2 separate regions of the Callithrix jacchus genome follow, and region 1 is linked to region 2. Evidence: chromatin contacts called from public Hi-C data. All regions are on one chromosome and are shown on one strand. Each heading gives the region's core, a stretch centred on a gene start, on an enhancer-like site or on the middle of the called end of the contact. The rest is flanking DNA. Distances are from core to core; before and after follow the strand shown. Region 1 overlaps KIAA0319 (KIAA0319 ortholog). Region 2 holds the start of GMNN (geminin DNA replication inhibitor).

Region 1 (2,700 bases), core at 191-2,690, 170 kb before region 2:
GGTCAAGAGATCAAGACCATCCTGGTCAACATGGTGAAACCCCGTCTCTACTAAAAATACAAAACTTAGCTGGGCATAGTGGTGCGTGCCTGTAGTCCCAGCTACTGGGGAGGCTGAGGCAGGAGAATTGCCTGAACCCAGGAGGCGGAGGTTGCGGTGAGCCGAGATCGTGCCACTGCACTCCAGCCTGGGTAATGAGAGCGAAACTCCGTCTCAAAAAAAAAAGAAAAGAAAGAAAGATGTTTGGGTTCCACAGCTGAGAAGGTCTTAATTAACTGAGCTCTATGCCGTACGCTGTGCTGTCTAACACAACCCATCTGCAGTTACTTACTTGAGAGAGGGTAAGAGTTTGCATGCGTCCTTGTTTTATTTCACCTCGGTAGTCTATGGGGTGGCTTATTAAACTCCATTCATAGTTGTAGGTTGTTTCTGAGAGCAAAAAATAAATATGAGTAGTTATGAATTCTGAGAGGTCACTGGGCAACGTGGGCAGAGGGCCAATGTTGGCCTTAAAACCACCAGCACAGATTTCCTTAGATATACTAAACTCTGCTTTCTTCTAACTTATATATTTTTTGTTTATTTGTTTATATCCCCTCAGTTTTGCTATCATCTTAGGAACTTGATTTTCAACTCTCAGCCAGGTAAAGAATAACATGTATCTACTTAATATAAAATTTCTTTTTTTGTTACAAAAGCATACAACTTACAGGAATTTTTTTAATGTATAAAGTTAAAAATAAAGCTCCCTAACTTGACCATTAGTATTTGATGACTTTTTTCCTAGGGTTCTACATCTGATGACCCAATCAGTTTTAACATAGTATAACGCACTGTGCTTTTCTCTTTTTAACAAAAGGCAAGGAGACTTCAGTTCATTTGATCTGTTGTAGGGGTTTATTATTTAAGGACATGAAAACAGAGTATAAACATGTCTCTGTGAAGACAAAATTGTCTCCCACCTTAAGATGTTAGTAAAGTATAAGGTACCTCATCTCAAAGGATTCACATGCAAATGCCAAATATTGTCATCTCTGTTTATAAAAATTTGACCCATATGTTATGGAGAAAAAAATGAATCAAGGAACTAACCCAAATGAGAAATAGTCAAACACCTTAAGAATGAGTCTACCTTAAAAACAATGCATTTGGCAGGCCACAGGTCCCAGGTCAAATGTTCACTGAATGGTAGAGGACTGGACAAGTAGAAGAAAGAGCACTGTGAATAAATCTTTCTGAGCAACTAGTGTGAGGTATCCTGAGAACCTCAGAGCCACGACTGTCAACACCACGGCATCTGCGAACAGACCTATGGGTGCGCACCACTTCCCTCCCATTCCAGTGGAATCTTCCCAGGTTCTACAGGTTATTATCACAGGTCAAGAACTGGTACGTGGCAGCCTGTCCTGCTCTGCTTTCCACCATCAGAAATGTATGACTTTCCATCCTGGCCAATTAGACGGTATCTACTGTATTTAATGTCCTAGGCTCTTACTGCACTTTAAACTGTTTCAACAAACGTTGATGCTTAGGGTAATCAATGCCTTGTCTTCCACCTTCGTTTGCCACGTTGTGCGACGTTGTGAAACAGAATCGCGTTGTAAACAGCGTGTCAGTTCCCAGTGGTGAGGGAGGAAGGTTAAACTCTCACCTGCAGGTGGCGCTGGCGCGACAAAGGCCTTCAGTTCAACTTGATTGTCGGGAAAAGTTATTATTAAGTTATCTCCAGCCGATACCGTAAGTTCTTTCACTAAAAGTTAATTAGAAATGATACATGCAATTATATAACATAATGATGTTGCATTACTGTTCTACAATAGATCTGTTTTTAGTATCCATAACATAAAATGGCATATGCTTTTGTAATAGTTCTTCATAAGATTTTAGCTAAGGCACGTTTTTCCTGTCTAGAAACTGAACTGTGCCCTATGTTATAGCGCAGGGCTTTAAACCACATATACGAGTTGGCACTGTGACAAAAATGATGATTCAAATGGACTGAGCAACGTGTTGGGTGACAAGAGTCGCGTGAAACAGGTCTCACACAATTGTGCATTGGGTCCATTTTCTCCCTTGCTCCCAGCTTTTCTTGACTCCCTGGTCTTAGCTATTTTTAGTTAGAAAAAGACTGACTGTGATTCCTAAGTGTTTCTGTCTCCTTAGTCCTACTGCACTCGGTTCTCAGGAGTCACTGCTGATGGCCTTGTACTTGGAACCTTTCCAAAACAAAATCCAGTCGCCCTCAATATAAAGAGGCTGTTTTAACTTGAGCAGCAGGAACATGAACTCATCCAAAGTGCTTATCCGCCAAGTGAGCATTCGGAACAATACTTGCTTACTTTCTCTATAACCAGGACTACACTGATCTAGTCATCAATTCTGTCGGTTTGAGTCCACTAGACATTAGTGTCACTTGTAAAATATATTGCGGCATGTCCAGATACTACATAGAGAACAATCAAAGACTTTTTTAAAAAAAAAAAAAAAGGCTGAGTGCTCTGCAGAGGGACCCCTGCTAGGAGTGGACGGGCTGCTGGTTTAATCATTTAATCTCCTCCTCTCCTCAGGCCGCAGTCCCTAGATCAGCTGCAGAGGCTCTCAGTGGCTTTGCTAGCTCCTCTCTTGCCACTTTCACTAAGTCTTTGCCCTGAAAGTCAGGAACTATAGACCTAGAAGGAACATTGACCCAAACCTATCATG
Region 2 (2,700 bases), core at 108-2,607:
AAAACCAGTCTTTTTTTTTTTTTTAACATGTTGGTGGTGACAAAAACCCCAGTCTTTTGATAGTTTTCTAGTCAATGTATTATCTGCTTTATAAATATAATTTCTTCTTCTTCTTCCTTTTTTTTTTGTTGTTTTTTGAGACAGAGTATTGCTGTCACCCAGGCTGGAGTGCAGTGGTGTGATCTCTGCTCACTGCAACCTCCACCTCCTGGGTTCAAGGGATTTTCCTGCTTCAGCCTCCCGGGTAGCTGGGATTACAGGCGTGAACCACCACGCTGGCTAATTTTTGTATTTTTAGTAGAGACAGAGTTTCACCAAGTTGGCCAGGCTGATCTCGAACTTCCCCGTGAGAATGATACTCCCATGAAAAGTTCAGAAATGGGAAAACAGCCTTGTGCTAATATCTGTGGTAGTTGTAAACAAAAGCTCTGACTGGACTCCAGTGTGCCCAAACGTACTATGTTCACAGGGCACTCGTCTGATAATTTTTTTTTCAGTCTCGCTCTGTTGCCTAGGCTGGAGTGCAGTGGCCAGATCTCGGCTCACTGCAACTCCACCTCCCGGGTTCAAGCGATTCTCCTGCCTCCGCCTCCCGAGTAGCTGGGATTACAGGCGTCAGTCACCACGTCCAGTTAATTTTTATATTTTTAGCAGAGACATTTCTTCATGTTGGTCAGACTGGTCTCGAACTCCTGACCTCAGGGGCTCCACCGGCCTCGGGCTCCCAAGGTGCTGGGATTACAGACGTGAGCCACCGTGCCCGGCCGAGAATTTTATTCAATAAGGAAAGGCTAAACGTAATTATTACCAAGTTTTTTCTGCTCCTTTAACTTGCAACAGCAGTTGTAATTTCAGTGCCTAGAACAGCAGTAACTGGCACGTAGTAGGCGCTCCGTGAACAGCAGCAGGATTAAGCGATCGCGGTCTCCCTGAACCATTGCGATTGCACTACGACATAGTCAAAACACAAAAAATCAAAATATAAAAGTTCCTAGTACGAGTCCGTGGAGCCAGAGCTTCACACAAATACATGTCGTGCACTACACATTAATACATATATGAAAATTCAGTATTTTGTCCTTCCGGTGTTAACGACTAATGGAGGCAAATCTCTCCGCCTTTGGTTAAGGGCTAAAACTTTGCATTTTAAGGAAGTTCCGAGCGCAGGATCGGAGGGGCGGGTCAAAGAAAACAGACCTCCCAGCCTGCGCCGTCCTCTAGTGCACGCTACCGCTGACCGCGCAGACGCAGGAAGGGGCGGGGCGGAGGGGAGAGGCCATTCGCGGGATTCTGAAGGCCCCGCCCCTCGTCTGCGTCGGGTGGTCACGTGGTTGTCCCGAGCGGGCGAGCGAAGTTAGAAGGTCTATACTGCAGCGAGCGTCGGACACTCCAGCGACCGTGGGGATCAGCGTTGGTGAGCTGCGGCCTTTTTCGAGGTGCCGCTGCCACAGCCACCTGCGTCCGTTACGAGGATTGAGCGTCTCCACCCCGTCAGTGTGAAAGAGGTGGCAGGAGGTGGGTACGCAGGGGCGCAAAGCGTACGGCCCCTAGAAGCCTCGTTTTCGCTCCTGCCAGCAGCTGAAGCCTCCTCTGACAGCTGCGGGGCCACGGCAGGGGTAAGGGCCGAGGGGTTGTTGAACGGTCGCGGCAGCCGGGGCGGGGTAGGGAGGCGACTCTAGGGACTGCCTCATTGGCTGGGTCGGTTTTGGCGCGCTCTCACTTCCGCGCTCCCGATTGGTTGGCGGGCGTCGTTCCCGAGGCGCGCGCCGCGATTGGTAGGCTCGGGCGCGCGGGACCGCACCGCCCGCCCCCTCGCCCGGCGCTCCGGGACTAGCTGGCTGGGTCCGGGCTTAGGGACTCAGCCTGGGCGCGCGTGGCTGTGGGGATGAGGCGGAACATCCCGTCCTCTTGGCAGTTAAGTGGCCGGTCCTGATCTGAGGGGTCTGTAAATCTGGCTCACGGGAAAAGGTCGCTGAGTCCTGCGTCTCCCATTCAGCGGATACCGGCGTTGTTGATAACGGGTTTCGCACGGACCCTGTCCTGCGCCAGGGTTTTAAGGTAGCTGTTAAAGGGACTGGAGAGTGACAGGCAAGTACGGGGCGGGAAAGCTGTCAAGGGTTAGGCTGACTCGGTGAGTGGTTCTCAGCTTCTTTCATGCTCACGTACGTTTGACATCGCAGCCGTGTAACCGAGTGAGGCGCAGATCGCGGCAGGATTTCTCGTCTCCGTTCTTATCGGCTGCACGTTTCTGAGCAGGGCGGCTCACGGCTCACTCAGTAATCCCGAGATCCCCGCCCGGGGCCCGCGCCCCGCAGCTGGAAGAACGTTGCCCGGGGTCTGTTTACTGGGGCCCAAACAACATTTTCTTAACATGAAATAAAGTGGAAAATGGCAGGATGCCCCTACAAAGTAGATGGTTTGGTTTCCTAAGCTGTTTTGTTGTTGTTGTTGTTTGTTTCTTTTTTTTTTTTTTTTTTTTTTTTTTGCTTTGTTTGTTTTTGACACGGGATCTCGCCCTGTCATCCTGGCTGGGGTGCAGCGGTGGGATCCCGGCTCACTGCAACCTCCGCCTCCCGGGTTCCAGCGATTCCCCTGCGTTAGCCTCCCGAGTAGCTGGGACTGCAGGCACACACCGACACGTGGCTAACTTTTGTGTTTGTAGCAGAGGCGGAGTTTCACTCTGTTGGCTAGGCTGGTTTC

Evidence for each region. A called contact is a pair of places that touch in the nucleus more often than the background predicts.
Region 1: a contact with region 2 is called in a Hi-C map of induced pluripotent stem cells, with 2.1 times the contacts expected there. The contact joins the enhancer-like site here to the promoter of GMNN in region 2. A contact is called at or near these places in 3 of 3 Hi-C or Micro-C datasets (induced pluripotent stem cells and skeletal muscle).

Annotation. Positions count from the first base shown.
Region 1 is chr4:6,126,626-6,129,325 of calJac240_pri, reverse strand. KIAA0319 (KIAA0319 ortholog) reads right to left here. Exons shown (of 22, transcript XM_078368194.1): 6 at 1,652-1,750; 7 at 332-429. The region is part of intron 1 of LOC118152733 (a long non-coding RNA gene); the gene reads left to right. Among named protein-coding and RNA genes, the nearest start is that of KIAA0319, 63 kb to the right of the region's middle. Within about 2 kb of position 1,440, at least 2 of the 16 cell types and tissues checked have an H3K27ac peak or open chromatin away from gene starts, as enhancers often do.
Region 2 is chr4:5,953,973-5,956,672 of calJac240_pri, reverse strand. GMNN (geminin DNA replication inhibitor) reads left to right here and starts at 1,357. Exons shown (of 7, transcript XM_008993884.5): 1 at 1,357-1,616.